Linked DNA regions of Mus musculus: all the other regions are linked to region 1. A link is a contact called in public HiChIP or PLAC-seq and promoter capture Hi-C data. All regions are on one chromosome and are shown on one strand. Each heading gives the region's core, a stretch centred on a gene start, on an enhancer-like site or on the middle of the called end of the contact. The rest is flanking DNA. Distances are from core to core; before and after follow the strand shown.

Region 1 (2,725 bases), core at 201-2,700:
GTAGGAGCCAGGACCTTGTTACCTTCTCTACATTACTGGTTCAACCTTTGTCAGTGTCTCTCTCCATACAACTGCAGGATTAAATGCTTTTGATTAAGGAAACTGGGTTAATAACCTCTTGAAAAGTCTAGGAATCTCTTAGGATCACAATAAAGTTGGATTAAGGGCAAATTTGGTAAGGAGGAAAAATTCATCTATGAAAATGAAAAACATTCTTCTATGTAAATGAAAAAGGGAGAATTCTTGGTAGCGTACTTCAGAAAGACAGGACAGTGGGCAAAAACTAGTGAGCAAGTAACAGGAAATCCCTTTAATATACACTTTTTTTTCCATTTTTTATTAGGTATTTAGCTCATTTACATTTCCAATGCTATACCAAAAGTCCCCCATACCCACCCACCCCCACTCCCCTACCCACCCACTCCCCCTTTTTGGCCCTGGCGTTCCCCTGTACTGGGGCATACAATGTTTGCGTATCCAATGGGCCTCTCTTTCCAGTGATGGCCGACTAGGCCATCTTTTGATACATATGCAGCTAGAATATACACTCTTATATATACTCCCAACCAAGTCATTTGAACAAACTCGCAAAGCAAAGCTCGTGTTTCTTCACCCACTCTTTTCAGGTCTCTAAAAAGCTTCATACTGTAAGGGCTGTTGAAGAAAGTTTCCATACACATCACTCTGTATGATTTTTTTTTGTATTATGTATGATAAATAATACATATTATTTTCTGTTTAGGACCAATTGTCAACAATATACCAATACTGCCTGGAATCTAGTTTGAAGAAATACTTCTTCCTTCAACTCTAACTATTTTGTCCCGCTGAAGCACGGGCGATCAGTTAGCTCCCTCATTATCAGACAGGTCAGGGCCTCTGCTCCGTGACTGACAGGTTCATTTTCTTAAAACTCCGGAAAAAGGAAAGTGTCTAGAATGATGTTTACAATCACAGTGTTCAGAGACCTCCAACACACACGCTAGGTGCCTGGTCATTGCTACTGACCCAAGTAGTAGTGATCTTTATTAATAAAAACCAAGCAAAGCTTAAGGAATTACTTTCTCCCTAGGCTTAAGGCCAAGAGGGTGCGGTCCGGGCTGGGGTGTGTCCGAGGTCCACCAGACGGGTGCAGGACAAATCCCGAGGGTCCAGGCCGCCTGCGGAGGGTCCCGAAGGGTTGCCAAGGGCCCTGGTGGCCTCCCCAGGCCGCTTTGAGTCACCCGGGCCGGCGCTGTCAGAATATCGGCCGGGCGGCCCTACGAGCTCCAAAGCGGCCATCAGAGGCAAAAGGGACTTGAAGGAAGCGCGGCCGACCGACCTGTCAGGTGGCGGAGTGGAGATCGCTTTCTCTGGCCGGTAACTTCCCGGGAACGTCCCTCTCCAACTGTCGCCGCCGCAGATCCGCGGCGTCCCAAGCACACAAAGAGGGATGGGCGGCGGCCGCTACGGCGAGAGCCGAGGGACAAATGGCTGCGCCGAGACGCGGTCTCACACAGAATCAGAGTCTTTGCCGCCCAGCGCAGAGGGGCGGCCTCTCCGTGACTTACCTTTTGTAAAACAGAATCTCCCGGTTGAAACAGATACACCGGCCCGGGGCCCGAAGCGTTTCCGCTTTGGCAAAAGCTGGACAACCACACCTCACATCCTGGGGCGGAGCCCTCAATACCTCCAGAGAACTTCAAGTCCCGGCAACCAGGCGCCCTGCCTGGGCGAGCGAAGCTCTGTGGGAGTTGTGGTCCCACTAGAGGCAAGGAATGCTGGGATATGTAGTCAGTCTTAGCTTTCCTGTCCCCAGCACCAAGGCCATCTTTCTGCCCTTAAAATGCTAATGAGAACATTCCAGAGTTTGTATTGAAGGTGTTTTCTTCCGTGGAACAATGATTACAATGCAGCATGTGCTGCTTAAGGTCTGTGGCCCAACATTAACAAAATCTTAAGTCCTGTTTTTCCATAATGAACCTGAGAAAAGGGCATTTTAAGAAGTTTATTTATAGGCATGTGCTCGTAGATTGATTTGCAGGGGCCATGGATTATTGAGGATTCTTGTAGCATGTGACACAAGATCAAAAATAAACATATATTGGGGCTGGAGAGATGGCTCAACTGTTAAGAGCACTGGCTGCTCTTCCAGAGGTCCTGAGTTCAATTCCCAGCGACCACATTGGTGACTCACAACCATCTGTAATGAGATCTGATGCCCTCTTCTGGTGTGTCTGAAGATAGCTACAGTGTTCTTGTATAAATAAAATAAATAAATCTTTAAATAAAAATATATTAATTTAAGCAGGGCATGGTGGCGCACGCCTTTAATCCCAGCACTCCGGAGACAGTGGCAGAGGCAGGCGGATTTCTTAGTTCAAGGCCAGCCTGGTCTACAAAGTGAGTTCCAGGACAACCAGGGCTATACAGAGAAACCCTGTCTCTAAAAACAAAACAAAACAAAACAAAACAAAAAAATAATTAGCATAAAAATAATTTCTAGTATTTTATAACAGAATAGTTTCCTCCAAAAAGTGTGTTTGGTAAGAAAGCATTTTATACTATTGGATCTGGTTAGATTTTTAATATAAAGAAAATAATTGAAATAAGAATTTACCAGAAGTGCATGGGCTGATGCATGTGGCTTGAAGAATTTATTTGAATAATCTGAAGCATTATTTGCCAAGTATTAAAGCGTTATTTGCTAAATATTAAAGGTAATACCAAAGCATTACTTTCTTAT
Region 2 (2,876 bases), core at 35-2,534, 370 kb before region 1:
GGATTGATTGAATAATTATAGGTTCCTGGTATAAAAGAACACCAGGCAGCCACTCCTAAAGGATGCAGTGTCTACACACGTGCCTGTGAAGCCATCTCCAAGATCCTTGATGGGGTAGGAGCGTGTCAAGGATGACGACGAGATTTGATGGTGAGGAGGGTTTTTTTGTTTTTTGTTTTTGTTTTGTTTTTAAGGCTACAAACTTGATCTGGGAGAAAACCAGAGGAAGTGTGCAGACACAGTGGAGGTCTGGCTAAAGAGGAAAGCTATTCACTTCTCTGCCTCGTGCATTCTATTTTCCATTTTAACATCAGTGTGTGTGTGTGTGTGTGTGTGTGTGTGTGTGTGTGTGTATGTGTGTCTGTGTGTGTGTATGTGTCTGTGTGTGTGTCTGTGTGTCGTGTGTCTCTGTGTGTGTCTGTCTGTCTGTGTGTGTGTTTCTGTGTGTGTATGTGTGTGTCTGTGTGTGTGTGTTTGTGTGTGTTCCCACAGAGAGGTCAAAGGATAACTTTCCTGGAATGGTTCTGCACTTCCACTGTGTGGGTTTGGGGAATTAGCTAAGGTTGTCAGGGTTGACTACACTGTGTCTTTACCCACAGAGCCAGCCTCCAGCCTTCGAATCCCCATTTTAATAACAAGCTAATTGGACTGGAGAGATGGCTCAGTGATTAAGAGCACTTGCTGTTTTTGCAGAGGGCCTGGGTTCAGAGCCCAGCACCTAAATGGTGGCTCACAACCAACTTCAAGTTCTGTTCTAGGCGATCCAACACCTCTTCTAGCACCAGGCGTGTACATGGTGCACAGGCATGCATGCAGGCAAAACATGCATACACATAAGTTGAAAGAAATTAATCTAAAAGAAAAAATAGCTAATTAAAAATATTTAATAAACATTACGTTAAGATTGTAGAGGTCTGTGGTATTTTAGACTCTATGCCCCATTCAAGCAATGACAACGCATGGAAAATTAAATGATGGGGGCTCACCATGGAGGAACGAAGCTAGGGAAATGTATCTAACAAAATACAAGTGTCAGCATATGATAAACCGCAGACAGAGCAATGGCGCAGAGCCGCCCTGTGCCCACTCTGGAAAGGAGCGCGCCCAAGACCACGCGCTTTCAGGGCGCACGCAGGATCCTCGGAGCCATTTCTCCTTCCGATCCATGAGAGACCCCACGGTGTCCCTAACGGTGACGCGAGTGGGTCCCGCGGGCTGGAGCGGTGCAGCCGCTGGGACCCGCGGTCCCATCCGCAGGCTTTGCGGTGGCTGCCCCGCCCTCCCCATCCGGCCCGGGTCAGGCTCTTTCCCGAGGCCACAGTGCGACCCAGCGGGCCGCGGGGAAACTGCGCCCGCCGCCGGGGACACCGGGAGCCGCCGGCGGAGAGTATTTGCCAAATCAACGTTGCCAGATCTGATTATCTTTCTTGCTTTCTCACATCTGATGATGTGGCTGAAAACGAAAGTTCTGGGACGTTCTGGTGACTTGGGGAGGGGGGTGGGGTGGAGGTTCTGGTTTACAGTTTTCACACTTTTGATAGTTTGGGAGCCCAAAGAAGGAACCCTGGCTTTCCTCTCAAGGGTGATTCTGACAATCATGCAAAATCTATTTATAATCGCGCAAGCCGACTCAACCTAAAGCTGCCTGCTTCTGCATTTAGCCTCTTGTACAGACAGAAGCGACCCTGAGTTGAGGAAACAGAAAACAGAAGTAATGGGTCAACCGCAGCACTCACACTCAGATTTTACATTTATTGTTGATTGAACATTAAATGGCTAATACTGTGTATATAATGCTGCGCCCTTGTCCAACGTACCAGTGATGCGCAATGGATGCCCCACCATTGGTTAGTTCAGTCCCTATTATATATAATGATATGTTATATATAATGTATAATATGCATCATATAATATCTGTAATTATATAAATATTTATATAATATAGATGTAATATTATAATATATTAGATAAATATATATAATAGATAATAGAGTAAAAACATATTTTACAAGGGAAAATACCCTCAGAATGTAAGATTCAGTTTGAGGTGTTGGTGGCCAACTTAAAAATATAAGTAGCTTCCTTCTTAGAAGTGGGACTCAAAATACCCATTGGAGGAGATACAGAGACAAAGTGTGGAGCAGAAACTGAAAGAAACGCCATCCAGAGAATGTCCCACATGGGGATTCATCCCATATACAGTCAACACACCCAGACATTACTGTGGATGCCAACAAGTGCTTGCTGACAGGAGCCTGATATAGCTGTCTCCTGAGAGGCTCTGCCAGTACCTGGCAAATACAGAAGTGGAGGCTCACAGCCATCCATTGGACTGACCACAGGGTCCCTAATGGAGGAGCTAGAGAAAGGACCCAAGGAGCTGAAGGGGTTTGCAGCCCCATAGAAGGAACAACAATATGAACTAACCAGAAACTCCAGGGCTCCCTGGGACTAAACCAGCAACCAAAGAAAACACATGGAAGGACCCATGGCTCCAGCTGCATATGTAGCAGAGGATGGCCTTGTGGGACATCAATGAGAGGAGAGGTCCTTGGTCTTGTGAAGGCTTGATGCCTCAGTGTAGGGGAATGTCAGGACAGGGAAGCAGGAGTGGGTGGGTTAGTGAGGGAGGGGGAACGGGGATGGGATGGGGGGGGTGGAGGGGAAATGAGGAAAGGGGATAAAATTTGAAATGTAAATAAAGAAAATATCTAGAAAATCTCTAATAAAAGTGTGTGTGTGTGTGTGTGTGTGTGTGTGTGTGTGTGTGTGTGTGAAATTAAACAAAATGAGTAGGGGGAAATACCTGTGCATACAGACAGATGCATTTTGTCACAGGGAAACTTGAAACATGAAGTAAGGTAACAATTTGAAAT
Region 3 (3,100 bases), core at 323-2,822, 430 kb after region 1:
ACAATAATAGATGAGTAATTTGCAGCTAGCAGAGCTAAGAACAGAATATCAATGCCTATTGAAATTGAGGATGGGAACCAAAGCCCAGTCCATTTTACAATTTTGTCTAGAACTAGTATTAGTCGAACTACCTGTTAGATGCTAAGATGAACAAGTCAACTTGTCTAAATTCATGATTTCGTTATCTTTTGTCCACTCCAGATTTTTTGCCAAACCATTTTGAAGTGATTTACATTTTATACTAGTTACTGGACTTTATTTGAAAAAAAAAGAGGCGAGTTTGCTGTTTATGGAAGGGAAAAGATTTTGTAGCTCGTGGGACAATTCACTGAATGGTTCTGAGGCTGAGAAAATGAGACTTGGACAAGGCAGGGCAACTTTGGCCAACAGAACTGTTTCCCTTCTGATTGTGGTGGTCTTAAGGGAAGCCAGCCCATGAAGCAACACCTTTCTCCTCCACCCCATGCTTATGTCTCTCTGAGAGCCTAAGCTCTCCATCTGTGGATCACCCCATGGTAAACCTCTGTCTCCAAAAATATTCACATTTGTGGGCCTGTGTACCAAAGGCTTTCCAAGGAGATCTCTGGCCCGGCCAGAGCAGCCCTGCACTGAGTCGGTTTGGGTTGGGCTGACAAGAGGCTGACTAGCCAGTGAGGAGTGTGGCGGAGCTTCAGGCAGAGCTTCGGGAGAGCAGACCTCTTCCTAAGTGTTACAGCTCTTAGGACAGAAGGCTTGGATGACCAAGTAGTTCTCTCATGCCTTTAATCCTTCCGGATAGGATTCTTATATACAGTTTTGGGGTGGGTAAGGGTCTGTCTGGCAGCAGGTACTTCTCATTGGTTTTGTCTGAGAGCTTTGGGGAAACCTTATTTGCATGTGGGAGGGCTCGGTGCGGCTCCTACATGACTGATGGCCACATACCTCTCTGTGGGGGGCTGGGGAGGCTGTAGCTACCTACTGATAGGAGCCAGGGACCCAGGAGGCATGGCAGAACACCTGCTGTCCCATGCAGGTGGAAATCACCCCCCACTGGGTCACTGGGGTTCCAGACTTTTGCTAGACTGGGGACCAGGTTGTCTGTGCACAGCCCACCACCCCACACACATTATGATCCATAACAGTAGCAAGATTACAGTTATGGAATCATGAAAATAATGTTATGATTGGGGGTGACCACAGCATGAGGAGCAGTGGTAAAGGGTCTGAGCATTAGGAAAGGTTGAGGCTGACTGTTTCTAGGGAAAGAGCTGATTGGCTTCGTTGCTGATTGCTTTTGGTTGTGTTTTCTCTTGTGTTTTTAGCTATAGGCATGGGTCAGGAGTGTGTATGAGAAGGCTCTTTACAGTGTCTGTAGTACACCAAAAATGTAAGGCAGCACAAAACAAATAACCTGATGCTTGCCTACTCAAAGTCCCAGTGGAGGTTGAGTACCTAAGATAGGAAGGGTTAATTGTGTTTGATATCATAAGACTTAAGTTTTGAATTAAAAATTTGAGACAGTGCTTTTTAGGGAGTCAATTTATATTAGATTAGCATGGTTAGATGGGGGCATCTATTGGTGAAGTACAGTACTGCATTCAGTTCTTCACCTCTGCCCCTGAGTTTTCATAGGGTCTGTGTAGCTGCATTTGGAGAACTTCTTACAGGGCCAAGTAGTTAATGTCATATGAATTCTGCCACAGTGCTTTACTTCATTCTGACATGGCACTCAAATAGCCATAGACCAACTGTCATTCAGTGTGTAGTTGGTTACATTCCAGCGAAACTTTGTTAAAATAGGTGATGGGTTAGAGTTTGATGTTCCCTTGTCTCCTGCAGATATTCCCAATAGGATTTTATGGGATAGAATGGCCTTTAATATTTTATGGTCTGATTTATGCTTATTAGCTACATAAGGACTCCTAACAAGTAATTTTCTATTTGTTTAATCTTAAGTGTGAGTGTGTGCATACTTGTGCTATGTGGCATGCCTGTGGGAAAGCCAGAGGATAACTTTGGGAGTTGATCTCTCTTTCTTATTTATTTATTCATTTATTTATTTATTTATTTATTATATGTAAGTACACTGTAGCTGCCTTCAGACACTCCAGAAGAGGGTGCCAGATCTTGCTACGGATGGTTGTGAGCCACCATGTGGTTGCTGGGAATTGAACTCAGGACCTTCAGAAGAGCAGTCAGTGCTCTTAACCGCTGAGCCATCTCTCCAGCCCCTTGATCTCTCTTTCTATCCAAGAAGACATAAAATGTGGAGGCATTTAAATGAAGAAGCAAATTCTTAAAATTTAGTTTTAGTAGTTTCGGCTTAAAAAATTGTACCTGCTAGTTATGATTCCTCAGAGATTATCAGTGAAAGCTTTACAGAATTACACATCAGTAGCTGTCATGGAAATGCAAATCAGAACTGTGATGGGATATTATCTTACCCTCATCAGAATGGCTATTCCAAAATAGCAGAAATAACATGCAGGCCATGATGGGAACAAAAAGAAAGTCTTAGTCACTGCCTGTGGGAATGCAAATTAGGGTGGCCATTATGTAAATCAGAGGAGATTCTTCAGAAAAACTAAGTCTATAGGATGAAATAGCTGTCTTGCTTCTAGAATATACCCAAGGGAAATGAAGTCAGTATATCAGAGATAAAAAAAAATACAAAGAAGTACTTTTCAATGATAAATGTGAAATCTCAGGGCTGGAGAGATTGCTCAGTGGTTAAGAACCCTAGCTACTCCACCAGAGGACCCAGGTTCAGTTCCTAGCACTTGGGCATGGCAGTTCACAATCTTGTATAACTCTAGTTCAAGAAGATCTGACACCATCTTCTGGTTCCCTTGAGGACTGCACACTTGGTACAAAACAAAGATATGCACTCACCACTCATCCACTTAAAATGAAAATAAATCTTAAAAAAAAAAGAGGACTGTTGATGGCTCAGTGGTTAAGAGAACTAGCTGCTTTTCCAGAGGACCTGGGTTGGATTCCCAGTACCCAAATGGTGGCTCACAGCTGCCTGTAACTCTAGTGTCAGAGAAACTGATGTTTTCTTCTGAACATTTTGGTGCACATACAATAAGCTGGCAGGCGCCATTTTAAAAGATAAAAA
Region 4 (2,930 bases), core at 225-2,724, 470 kb after region 1:
TGATTACAATCAGAATAAGCTTAATGTATTTTAGGCTGAGAAAGGCTGATCACAAGTTCCTTTCGTGGCTGTGGAGGTTACTCATCAGGTTAACACACTTGCAGCAAGCCTGACAGACTGAGCTGTATCCCTGGGACCTAGTCTTCTGACCAACCCCACACATGCACTTTGCACATGCCCCCAACTGTTAATGCAAGGCTTGCTCTGTAACCTAAGTTTCTTTCGAACTTGCAATCCCCTTCCCCCATACACACATACTCTGAGATTACAGGTCTACAACCAGCCTATATTCTGTAATAGACATAATATCCACTAGTTTGTAGACTCTCAACTCTTTGGAAAATTGTTTTAGATACATCAATGGGAAGTGCTATTAAATTTGTATTTATTAATGTAACAGGTAGAAATTTCAAGTTTCTTTTTGCTTTTACATTGTCATCTTTTATTTCAAAATACCAACAGTTTTAAGAAAGTATCACTTCATATTAAAATTTCCCTTGCCTTTTATAAGCTTATCTAAAATATTGTTGGATGATAAAACATATGTTTAAAATCTATCTCAAACTTTGATTAGATGGGGCTTGGGTTTTGCTTTGTTTTGTTTTTAGTTCATTTATTTAAAAGAATCTTAGTGTGTATACTAGTATATTTTGATCACCATGCTAGATAGTAAGAATAAAATAGAATGTGTGTGTGTAATATGTATACTGTCTATTTTAATGAAAAGATTAGCCTAACCAAACTCATTCTGGTGTAGTTTTATAGGAAAGGTATTTTTCAGTAAGGACAAGATACTATGAAATACTGTGTAACCACATACTTCCTCTTATCTGGAGGTTTAGGGAACACTTCCTTTAAAGACTGTATGAAGTGAGACCTGTAGGATGTTTTGTTTCACCAGAGTGGGACCCATGGGGCTAGAGAGATGACTCTGCTGTTGAGAACACTTGGCTACTCTTCCCGAGGACCTAAAGCCCAAGGTTTGGTTCCCAGCATGCAGGTGATGGCTCACAGCTTTCGGTAACTCCAGTTCTAGGTGAACTGATAGCCTCATCTGGCCTTTAGAGGCACCAAACACACTTGTGATGCACATGAATACATAGGCAACACACTCAGTTGGTTGTGTTGGTGCACACCTTTAATCCCAGCATTCAGAAGCAGAAGCAGACGGATCACTTTGAGTTCCAGGCCAGTCAGGGCTACACAGTGAGCTCCTGTCTAAAAAGAGAATGAACAAACAACTTTCATACACAAAACAATTAAGTATATGCTTAAAATTTTTTAAAAGAGTGGGGCCAACAGAATAGAGTTTTATACTATGTGATCCTTTTGATATATTTTTAGTTGTGGAAAATAATGGAAGATTAATGTGGTTTCATTTGTTCCTTTTTACACAGGCAACAAGAATGGGTGAATCAACAAAGGGAAGACATTGAACGGCAAAGAAAACTTCTAGGCAAACGCAAACCTCCCACAGCTAATAATTCTCAGGCACCTGCTACCAATTCTGAAGCCAAGCAAAGAAAGACCAAGGCAGTCAATGGAGCGGAAAACGATCCCTTTGTTAGGCCAAATTTACCACAACTGTAAGCTTCTTTTAAAATTTTCACTTACATTGTTAGCAGTGAGCGAGAATGCTAATAATAATGTTATTCATAATTGATATAGCAAAAACAAAAGTACATATAGCCAGGAAATATGTTAACTGAAAAGTTATCTCTGACATAATCTCCAAGCCTGAATGTTTTCAGTGGATTTTGAGTGGGATTTACCCCCTTTCGTATCTGAATCAGTTGCCTATACCACTGCAGTGTTCAAATTAATATTGTTGGCGGTTTATTTTCTGAATGTATAAATGTACTTCACAGGTAGTTTCAGACAGTTGTTTCTTTTTTCTGTTTTGTTTTCTAAATTTTCTATGTCAATTGCTCTTTGTAATTCAAAGAACAAAGATGCTTAGATAATAGTTACATGTTTATAGAAGATTTGGGAAGTTGTACAAAGATTTATGTGAATAAAGATGTAGATACCCTTGGACGTTCTATATAGACACATTTGTGTCTCCTTATTGAGAAAAGGTTCTTTGACCCTCATTCCTGCCATGTCAGGGACTTTTAAAGCAGTGAGCAGGAAGCAGAGCTCTCATACATTACAAACACAGCTCCATTTGTCCCTCTACACACATACTGCCTAGGTCTTGTGTTTTCTGCACTATTATACCCCAGTCTCTGGCATATTATTCATTCATTAGTCTTCCTTTTTCCTTTCTCTCCCCTCGGTTCCATTTTTATCAAATCTTTTGCCGGGGTGATCTTTAATTTCTGGATTCAAGCAGTCCTCCTGTCTCAGGCTTCCAAAAATCTGACACTACATGAACAGACCAACATGGCCACTTCTTCAAATTCTATCTCAGAATCACTTCTTCAAGTCATTTCTAATTTTGTTCTAAATTCAATTAGAATACCCAACTGTTGGTTTAAAAAGCACTAAGGTTCTATATTCAGCAACACAGTGGCTATCTTAAAAGTGCTGGGCTTTAACTCTATACCTAATGACACTAGTCCTTTAACACCTGGTCTTTTAGTTCTTCTCTTGAGACACCTGGTCCTTTAACCCCGCCCCTATTGATACCTGGTCCTTTAACTCTGCCACTGTAGACACCTAGACCTTTAACTCCTCCCCTGTTGATACCTGGTCCTTTAACTCCGCCCTATTGATACCTAGTCCTTTAACTCTGCTTGTACAGATACCTAGTCCTTTAGTTCTACTCTATAAATAACCTAGTTCTTTATTTACCTCTGCCTCTATAGACGCCTAGTCTTTTAACTCTACCTCTATAGATACCCGGACCTTTAATTCTTTAGCAGTATTTTATAGTTCTTCACATAAAAGTCTTTAACCTCTTGATTTAAATTTATTACTTGATTTTT
Region 5 (3,020 bases), core at 470-2,969, 510 kb before region 1:
ATAGCCCTGGCTGTCCTGGAACTCACTTTGTAGATCAGGCTGGCCTCGAACTCAGAAATCCACCTGCCTCTGCCTCCTGAGTGCTGGGATTAAAGGCATGCACATACTCACTGTAAGGGTTTTATTGCTATGAATAGACACCATGACCAAGGCATCTCTTATAAGGACAACATTTAATTGGGGCTGGCTTACAGTTTTAGAGGTTCAGTTCACTATCATTAAGGCAGGAACATGGCAGCATCCAGGCAGGCATGGTGCAGGCAAAGCTGAGAGTTCTACATCTTCATCTGAAGGCTGCTAGCAGAATACTGACTTCCAAGCAGCTAGGATGAGGGTCTTAAAGGCCATACCCACAGTGACACACCCACTCCAACAAGGCCACGCCCACTCCAACAGGGCCACACCCACTCCAACAGGGCCATACCTCCAAATAGTGCCACTCCCTGGGTCAAGCATATACAAACCATCACACACATAGATACACGTTTATACTCCTACATACACATAAAGATACACACTTACAAACATACTGAAACATAGGCACACACTCATACACATTCACACAGACACACACACTTGTAATATACACTCACACACAGACATACTCTCTCAGAGACATGCTCACACACACACATACATACTCACACAGATACACACACACACACACACACACACACGTCCTCATAGACACATAGACACCCACATACACACAAAACATATACACACCTACACACTCACATATATTCACACACAGAACACATATACACACTTACACACTCACATATATTCACACGCACACACACACTCTTTCTCACACACACATCTTCATGACACATTCTTACACAGACACACATACTGAGACACACACACACAAGTAATTCTTCTGTGTGTCCTGAGAGATTTCCTCATGGTTATTCAACATGTACACATGCTTCATGTTCATGTACCTGTTAAATTCCATGGTAATCTAGGATTCCTGCTAATGCACAGGTAGTGGTGGGGTGGGGGGCAGAGAGGCAGCTTTGGTTCACCAGAGCTTTGTCTCATCACAAAACAAGGTTTCCAGGACCCTGGGGACCCTTCTAACTGCAGCTGAAACCACAGTCTCTTGCAATGTTACTGCCTCGTCTAAAGGCAAGTGCCTCTAGCCTGGGCCAGGTTTCTTTGTCTCCTGTCTAATGTAGCAGGCCATTCTGGCTGAGCTTTTTGTCCCAGAATGCCAGGTTTTGCCAACAGGCTCTCACAGTGTCTTAACAGACAGGCTAACAGACAGGCTGCCAAGCTCAGGCCCGGCGCTGGTTCATTATTCACAGGCAGGGCTCTCCTATGACACCCTGGCTGGCCTTGCTGTCACCTCTTTTTGTGGGAGCACTGTAACATCTTGGCTAATTGTGCAGCCAGTCACAGGTCCTGCCTTGTTCGGTAGATAAGCATGGTCAAGTTCCAAACCTACTGTGAACACAGGAGGCGGCTTCCCAGCTCTCCACAAAGCCCAGGCTGTTTAACTTTGGCACTCTGGGCTGGAGTGGTTAACACCTGAGACACATGCACAAAGAGTCACAGGAAGAGACAGTATGGTCACCAGAGCCCCAGCACTGGGCTTCTCTTCCCAGAATGGCATTCCCACCTTTCTCTGCCAGCTGGTTCCTCTCCATGCACTGCAAAACCTGCCTCCTGGGAGACACTGAAGCATCTGGCAGAGTCACTGCATCTCTGAAAGCTCTCTGTCAGTGTTTCCAAAGTGAGGTCCACATCAGAGACGCCAGAGCTTTTTAAAGACAAGGCTGGGTGCAGAGGTGGGAGGGGCTCATGAACTCTGACCCCTAGCTAAGGAGCTAACGGCCGGGGAGTCAGTTTTCTTATGGGTGTGGTCTTTGTTTGACCAAACTGCAGTGGATGACCCAGACGGATGTCTGGAAGGACAGAATAAACGGAACTGAATGGGCATGATAGTTTGAATGAAAATGGGCCCTATAGGCTCATAGGGAGTGGCAGTATTAGGGGATGTGGCCTTGTTGGAGTAGATGTGGCCTCATCGGAGGAAGTGTGTCACTGGGCGCAGGCTTTGAAGCTCAACCCTCACCGGGTGGCTCGCTCTCTCTGCTGCCTGCAGATCCAGATGTAGAGCCTTCTCCAGTACCATGTCTGTCATCATGCTTCCCACCATGATGATAACAGAGTAAACCTCTGAACCTGTAAGCCAGCCCCAATTAAAGGTTTTTCTTCATGAAGCAACTTTACATGCTCATTGTGTCTCTTTACAGCAAAAATAAATAAATAAATAAATAAATAAAACCCAGTATGTTATAAAAAAAAAGAGAGAGAGAGAAGACAGGAGGAGACATGAAGATAGATCTGAGAGGAATGGGGGTGAATATACCTAAAATACATTCTATTATGTATGCAAGTCTCAAAGAATTAATAAAATATTAGATTTTTGTGGAGAGAGTATCTTGTGTAAGGTACACAAGATACCTCACCTGTCAATTAAAAAATCCATGGCCTACGGCTTAGGCAGAAAATAGAGGCGGGAGGGGTACCAGAGCACAGGTAACCAGCCACAGCCACCCATGTGGCAGAGTGTAGGTTAAATAGGTATCTTTAGTTTTGATCTAGTCAGAGTAGAGCCTAGCTATATGGCCAAGGTATTTGTAAATATAATTTAAGTCTGAGTCTTATTTCCGGGAGCATCGGACTGGGAGGCAGAACCAGAGCTAAACTTCAACAGATTAAAAAAAAAAAAATCTATCTGGTTAACAAAGAAAAGACAGAAGCCGGGTGTGGTGGTGCACGCCTTTAATCCCAGCACTCGGGAGGCAGAGGCAGGCGGATTTCTGAGGCCAGCCTGGTCTACAAAGTGAGTTCCAGGACAGCCAGGGCTATACAGAGAAACCCTGTCTCGAAAACAAAACAAAACAAAACAAAACAAAACAAAACAAAACAAAAAAACCAACCAACCAACCAAAGAAAAGACAGGTCTGAAGTTCCACTTCAAACCTTCGAAAGTTAGAATGGCTTGG
Region 6 (2,742 bases), core at 219-2,718, 320 kb before region 1:
CCTTTAGTGAGGAGGGACGAGAATGAATGTCTATGGATGGGTTGGCAGAAGTAGGGTCCGGAAAAGAACGTTCAAGAAACCCTGAAAGACTGCGAAGGTCCCTCAAGGTCCGAGCGCACGTCCCTGGCTGCTGCAGACAGAATTGGGTCGTTCCCAAGAGCGCAGCTATTGCCTTTGCAGAGAAAGTTTGCTATTTTTTGCAGGCGGTAGTTGAGGTTTAATTACCCTTAATTGCATACATTGTTTATAGCGCTACGCAATAAATAATTACCGAGACTAATACGTGCACATGTGGGTTTCTGTTTTCCAGCAGGGCATTGTGTGCTCGGCGCACCGAGCGGCCCAGAGGCCCAGCCAGTGCCAGGAGACGCGCTCGGATTTATCCTTTGCTGGACAGTTGTAAATTGAATTGACTTATAATTTTTTTCTTTTCAGTGACAAGGATCCACAGATTGATATCCGAAACCTCTACTACTTCCGCGCTTTCCCCACCCCCACCCACCTCTCTACCCCACACTCTCTTGTCTTTTCTCTTTCCCCCTCCCCTTCTCCCCCTCTCTCCTATTCTCCTTCCCTTCTCTCCTTGTCCCTGGCAAGCGCACGTACCTGGGTCCTCCAGGCGGCTCTGGGCGAGGCTGGCGCTGCCGGGGTAGGACTGCACGGAACTGATGTAGGGGCTGGACGCGTGGCTGCTGACCGAGTTGACGTAGGGGTAGCCCAGCGGTCGGGAGAAGGATGAGGCCGAACTGTAGGCACCGTCGGGCTGCGAATGGCCCGCCGAGTGTAAACAGTGCATGGAGTAGTGCCCGTGGGACATGGGAGAAGGAGACATTTGCTGGTTGGGCGGCCCAAACTCCATAAACACAGCCTTGCCCGACACGGGGCTGTTGAGACTTTCTGGCATGGTGGTCATGGTCATCTCTTCTCGCGGGGTCTGGGTGTGGGTCTTTCTCTCCTCTGCTTCCCTTTTGGGGGTCTCTATGTTTCTCAGGACAGGAAGGAACCCAATTTAAGCGGAACAGGGGTTTTCACTTTCCATTCATAAGAAAATGGAGTTTGTCTCTTTGAAAAGTCTAAGCATGATGCTGCCGAGCTCCCCAAACTCGGTTCAAAGCTTTGACTCAGCCAAGGTCATAAATATTCATGAGCTGGTGGAGCTGATTGGTCGGCTCTCTTGCATAATCACCGGGGATTGGTCCGAGAAGCTCGGGCTCGGCTGGACTAGAGCGGGCGACGCGGCCCGGCCTGGGGAGAATCCGGTCCACACGTCCCGGCCGGGGCTCCTCTGCAACAGAGCGCGCGGAGCGGGACGCACAATGGGCTGCGGCGTCCGCGCAGGAACCTCGAAGGCGCGCGACTCCAGCCTCCCGCCTCCCTCGCGCGCTTCCCGCCCCAGAAACCAACCAGCCGCGCCCTGCCGTCGCCCTCCCCCTTGCTGTCCCCACCCTTCGCCCGCCCCCAACGCCTGGGACCCCGGACCACTTCTTCTTGAGGTCACCTAGTCCGGTGCGGAGCGCCGCTCCAGAGTCCGGCCGCGGTCTCTGGATCGCGGAGTCGCGCACTGGGCGACAACCCAGGTAGCCTGCAGCCAGCGGTCCTTCTGAGCGTCTTGTGCCTAGCTCAGCGCGCTCCAGGCCGCGCCTCCCAGGTTGGGGTTCTCTCGGCCACATCCCGGGGATCTGGGTTTGGGGGCCCTCTGGCCCAACTCACTCACTCGGCCGCCGCCCCGCCGTTGCCACCGTTCCCAGGGGCTTGCTCGCATCTCTCCAGGCCCAGCTGGCCACTCCAGCTCGAGGCTGCACGGGTCTGATCAAAGCAGTGCGCGTGGAGAGCCAGGAACCCACGCTTCTCCACCCAGGAAAGGCGGCCGCACCGCCTCCCCCCTCCTTTCCCTCCCAACCTTCCTGCCTCCCCCTCCCCTCTCCACTCCCCCTGAGCCACGAGCCCCGGGCTCACTCGCCCCGAGGGCGCGGCTCAGCGTGGAGTCCTGAGGGCCCGCAGTCGCCTGGTGGCTGGTGCATCGAACTCCTGCCAGGTGGTCATTTTCCGACCTCCTGGGGTCTGGCCAGAGTACTTGGGGTTTGGGAGTCCTAGGGAGACACCGACACCCTCAGCAAATCCTGATCAGTGGTAGGCTTGAATATTTGTGTTTAGATATGCCCCTCTCTGTCGCCCGATCTCTTCCTCACCTCCAGTGGCCAAAGCTGGAGCCTCCGGGCCCGGGGGTGAGGTGGGGAAGCTGGTGAAGGAAAGAGCTGCCAAAGCGCGCTGTCTACCATCTGGGTGCAAGTGTTGAAAAGTGCACAAAAGATTCTCTCGCACTCCACCCCCCCACTACTACCACACACCACCTCGCGTGGCGCAAACTACGCTGGTTGCTAGGGACTGTTGGTTCCCAATCCCGCCAGCCCCACGATGAATCCCAAATTACTTTGTTAGGTAATTAGAAAGTGTTGATAATTATTTCTTTCATAATTTAGCGGTGTGACGGGGACCGGGGGAAATGATCTTGTGAAAGTTCACACGTGCACACGTATTAGTTACTGATTCATTTGATTAAATGGTAGTCTCAAGTGCTCAGATCCGCAGCTGAAGGCGCCCCATTAGCATAACACTGATGTTTAATTTTCATACGCATAATTAGCCATATATTTAACACTAATAGCAACATGCAGCCTTTCAGCGTTAAACAGCCCGGGGATTTGATCTGGCCTGAGCTGAACCTGCGCCGCGGCACCTTCC
Region 7 (2,700 bases), core at 4-2,503, 390 kb after region 1:
CTGCACAGTTGCTCTATAGCATAATCATTTTAGTGTTCTATTCAATTTGGTTTAAAGAGAGCAGTAACCTTGTCGTATTTTTCCTGGACTACCAGACTTGCTCTTTTATGAACAAGATGGCCAATCGCTGGTGTGTGTACGTGGGTGTGCAGAAAGCTATGCTCTATCTATAAATTTTAGCAAATGCTGTAATTTGTTTTGGGAATTCGTCGTCAATACTCAACAGCGGCACCAGAAACTGGAAATTTCTAGAAACTATACCTTCTTCAAGATGAACACTATAGTTTTTTTGTTTTTTGTGTTTTTTACTGTGAATTCAGTAGTCAACATTTTCTATTTAGATTTTCCACTTCTGTGAAAACAAAGAACAAACAGCTATACCACACACTCAGGCTACCCCACCGGTAGGGTTTCTCAATTCTTTTGGTAGATTGTTTTAAGGAAAGTTTTATTTTCTTAGGTTCTTTTTTTTTTAATTCCGTGACTACTCCTGTTTTGCAGATGGATAAGTGCACACTGCTCTTTCTTTCTTTTTCTTTCTTTCTTTCTTTCTTTCTTTCTTTCTTTCTTTCTTTCTTTCTTTCTTTCTTTCTTTCTTTCTTTCTTTCTTTCTTTCTCCTTCTTCTCCTTCTTCTCTTTCTTCTTTTTCTCCTGAAGGGCAAGAAGCAACTCTCAACTTTTCAGTTCCATTTTGAGACTCCGGAGCCAGGCGAGAGCAGAGGCGTCTCGGGCAGGCTGGGTGTGGGGCGCGCTTCGGAGCAGGCGCGCCGCGGCGAGGGGGAGGCAGGTGGCAGCGGGGGCGCGCCTCCCTCCGGCCGGCTCCGCGCACGCGACTCGCCGCTCCGCGCCGCGCCGCGGGCCCCGCGCCTCCCAGCGCGCTCGCGCCCTCCCCGCCCTCGCCCCGCCCGGGCAGGGCCCTCCCCCCTCCCCCCTGCCGGCCCCGCGGCCGCCGCCGCCGCCGCTGCTACCGGAGGCGCAGGAGCCTCGCGATAGTGTTTGCATTGGCGGCGCGTGACGCCGCCGCCGCCGCCGCCCGTAACTGATGCAGAGGTTACCCCGCCGCCTCAGCCGCCACCCACCGCCCGCCACCGCCCGGGCGACGCCGGGGCCCGACGCACTGCAGAGGTGCCGGCAGGTTCCGCCCGCGGAAGTGGCCTCGGTCGGCGCGGCCCGCGCTCCGCCCGCGCTCCGGCCCCGGCCCCGCGGCCCCGGCCACTCGCCTCCCCTCGGCGCTACCCTCCCCGCCCGCCCTCCGCCCGGCGCGCTCCCTCGGCGGCGCGGCGCTCCCCTCCCAGCCCTCGCGCCCGCGCTCGCCCTCAGCGCGGCCCCCGCCATGACGGAGGCGGGTGCCGGTGCCGCCGCCGTCGCAGGGGGGGAGTCGGGCTCCCAGAAAGTAGCTTGATGAGTGTCCAAAGTAGCAGTGGAAGTTTGGAGGGGCCGCCATCTTGGTCCCGGCTCTCCACGTCTCCAACCCCGGGCTCGGCGGCGGCGGCCAGGTCCCTGCTGAATCACACGCCGCCATCCGGGAGGCCCAGGGAAGGTAAGCGCCGCCGCGCCCTCCCGCGGGCTCCCTCGGCCCGCGCGGACCCCGGGCTGGGGTGGGGGGTGGCGGTTCGCGGGCGGGAGGCCTGCCCTGGCTCCCTGAGCCTCCTGGCCTCGGGGCTCGGGTGGGTTTGCCCTCGCGGTGCAGCCTCGGCGCGCGAGCCCCCTCCCCTAGCCCGCACTCCTCCCATAGAGGCGGTCCCCGCGCCGCAAGCCGGGCCGCCGGGACCGGTTAAGATGCCCCTCGCCCGCCTCCCGCATGCTCTGGGCTGCCTCGGATCCGAGTCGGATCCCCATCGCGGCCCCTAGAGCGATCCCAACGGCAGACCGACTCGTGGGCAAGGCTGCTCGTGCCACCCCCCCCCCCCCCCCAGATGGTTGCAACTTTCCTTCCTTCGCCATCGGCTCCTGCATGTTTGAACGTTATGCTCGTGGGTTGCAAGTACGCTCGTGTTCCTTTCTGCCCAAGGGTGGTGGGCTTTTTTTTTTTTTTTTTTGGTGGAAATTCCTGCTTGAAGGTTTCTGCAAAACACGCACTGAGATCGGTTACAATTGTTTTCTAAGTTTTCTGGCTCCTTGCATGCAAGTGTTCTGCCACCAGATGTAGCAGTCACACAGCTAGTAAGGCACCTAGTGCTTTTGACTAAAAAATGAACTTGCTGCCTTTAACTTTAAGTATACTCCATAAAATGGAATTCGGGAGAACACTCCTTTACCAGGGAAGAATAAATTTGCATCGGATCTCTTTTAACGCCCTTTTGTCTGGAAAATGCGAAGTCGTATTCGTTAGCAATCGGTAAATGGGCTGTTCGCTCCCGGTTGTCTCGCACAAGGAGATTATCAGCACCTTTAAAAAAAAGAAGAAAACGTTTGAAAGTCCAGCAGTCTAGTAAGCCTTGTAAAGAAATTCAGAGCTTCGGTTTATGAGTCGTTCGGATTATTGTATTTTGAAAATATGTCTATATTTATTATCCATAGCTTTGGTAATTGCTAATCAAATGTTTCTTGCCCGGATCCAGTGGTTGAGGCATAGCATTCTTTGTCATTTTGTTCCCGTGAGCATGTGTGAAAGTGACAATAGGCTCAAAGATTGACGTGAATATGCTCTAGAAAATTCATGGGAAGATTTGATTTATGGCATCCATTAAACATGCCGAA

What was found. Promoter capture Hi-C pulls out the DNA fragments that hold promoters and counts their contacts. HiChIP or PLAC-seq counts read pairs in DNA pulled down with a chosen protein or histone mark.
Region 2: a contact with region 1 is called in an H3K4me3 HiChIP or PLAC-seq map of embryonic basal ganglia, with 3 times the contacts expected there. The contact joins the enhancer-like site here to the promoter of Dync1i2 in region 1. A contact is called at or near these places in 8 of 39 promoter capture datasets (the 3T3-L1 cell line, 3T3-L1-derived adipocytes, the C10 cell line and 5 more) and 8 of 115 datasets of contacts at active chromatin or transcription factors (the 230-238 cell line, bone marrow-derived macrophages, embryonic basal ganglia and 5 more).
Region 3: a promoter capture Hi-C map of neural stem cells shows a contact between it and region 1. The contact joins the enhancer-like site here to the promoter of Dync1i2 in region 1. A contact is called at or near these places in 6 of 39 promoter capture datasets (the 3T3-L1 cell line, HPC-7-derived erythroid cells, hippocampal neurons and 3 more), 1 of 484 Hi-C or Micro-C datasets (palatal mesenchyme), 2 of 115 datasets of contacts at active chromatin or transcription factors (large pre-B cells and stem cell-derived neural progenitor cells) and 1 of 9 other capture datasets (macrophages).
Region 4: an H3K4me3 HiChIP or PLAC-seq map of pro-B cells shows a contact between it and region 1, with 2.6 times the contacts expected there. The contact joins the enhancer-like site here to the promoter of Dync1i2 in region 1. A contact is called at or near these places in 3 of 39 promoter capture datasets (the 3T3-L1 cell line, the C10 cell line and liver), 3 of 115 datasets of contacts at active chromatin or transcription factors (bone marrow-derived macrophages, large pre-B cells and pro-B cells) and 1 of 9 other capture datasets (liver).
Region 5: a contact with region 1 is called in a promoter capture Hi-C map of liver, with 4 times the contacts expected there. The contact joins the promoter of Platr26 here to the promoter of Dync1i2 in region 1. A contact is called at or near these places in 6 of 39 promoter capture datasets (the 3T3-L1 cell line, hippocampal neurons, liver and 1 more) and 1 of 115 datasets of contacts at active chromatin or transcription factors (embryonic forebrain).
Region 6: a contact with region 1 is called in an H3K4me3 HiChIP or PLAC-seq map of the SCID.adh cell line, with 22 read pairs. The contact joins the promoter of Dlx1 here to the promoter of Dync1i2 in region 1. A contact is called at or near these places in 23 of 39 promoter capture datasets (the 3T3-L1 cell line, 3T3-L1-derived adipocytes, the C10 cell line and 15 more), 12 of 115 datasets of contacts at active chromatin or transcription factors (the SCID.adh cell line, astrocytes, bone marrow-derived macrophages and 9 more) and 7 of 9 other capture datasets (adipose tissue, embryonic stem cells, embryonic tail and 4 more).
Region 7: a contact with region 1 is called in a promoter capture Hi-C map of pre-B cells, with 4 times the contacts expected there. The contact joins the promoter of Tlk1 here to the promoter of Dync1i2 in region 1. A contact is called at or near these places in 12 of 39 promoter capture datasets (the 3T3-L1 cell line, 3T3-L1-derived adipocytes, the C10 cell line and 7 more), 1 of 484 Hi-C or Micro-C datasets (B cells), 4 of 115 datasets of contacts at active chromatin or transcription factors (bone marrow-derived macrophages, effector CD8 T cells, memory CD8 T cells and 1 more) and 1 of 9 other capture datasets (adipose tissue).

The regions. Positions count from the first base shown.
Region 1 is chr2:71,210,671-71,213,395 of GRCm38.p6, reverse strand. Dync1i2 (dynein cytoplasmic 1 intermediate chain 2) reads right to left here and starts at 1,450. Exons shown (of 16, transcript NM_010064.4): 1 at 1,322-1,450.
Region 2 is chr2:71,579,594-71,582,469 of GRCm38.p6, reverse strand. No RefSeq gene overlaps it. Among named protein-coding and RNA genes, the nearest start is that of Gm36857, 10 kb to the left of the region's middle. Within about 2 kb of position 1,284, at least 176 of the 459 cell types and tissues checked have an H3K27ac peak or open chromatin away from gene starts, as enhancers often do. A contact at or near this core is called in bone marrow-derived macrophages, embryonic basal ganglia and hippocampal neurons, where this site is marked.
Region 3 is chr2:70,778,298-70,781,397 of GRCm38.p6, reverse strand. The region is part of intron 2 of Tlk1 (tousled-like kinase 1); the gene reads left to right. Among named protein-coding and RNA genes, the nearest start is that of Tlk1, 46 kb to the left of the region's middle. Within about 2 kb of position 1,572, at least 48 of the 459 cell types and tissues checked have an H3K27ac peak or open chromatin away from gene starts, as enhancers often do. A contact at or near this core is called in neural stem cells and palatal mesenchyme, where this site is marked.
Region 4 is chr2:70,740,710-70,743,639 of GRCm38.p6, reverse strand. It overlaps Tlk1 (tousled-like kinase 1), which reads left to right. Exons shown (of 20, transcript NM_172664.3): 11 at 1,398-1,586. Among named protein-coding and RNA genes, the nearest start is that of Gm38528, 38 kb to the right of the region's middle. Within about 2 kb of position 1,474, at least 22 of the 459 cell types and tissues checked have an H3K27ac peak or open chromatin away from gene starts, as enhancers often do. A contact at or near this core is called in bone marrow-derived macrophages and pro-B cells, where this site is marked.
Region 5 is chr2:71,718,116-71,721,135 of GRCm38.p6, reverse strand. Platr26 (pluripotency associated transcript 26) reads right to left here and starts at 1,719. Exons shown (of 4, transcript NR_037979.1): 1 at 1,628-1,719.
Region 6 is chr2:71,528,171-71,530,912 of GRCm38.p6, reverse strand. Dlx1 (distal-less homeobox 1) reads right to left here and starts at 1,468. Exons shown (of 3, transcript NM_010053.2): 1 at 607-1,468. The coding sequence starts at 919. It also overlaps Dlx1as.
Region 7 is chr2:70,824,033-70,826,732 of GRCm38.p6, reverse strand. Tlk1 (tousled-like kinase 1) reads left to right here and starts at 1,253. Exons shown (of 20, transcript NM_172664.3): 1 at 1,253-1,540. The coding sequence starts at 1,402.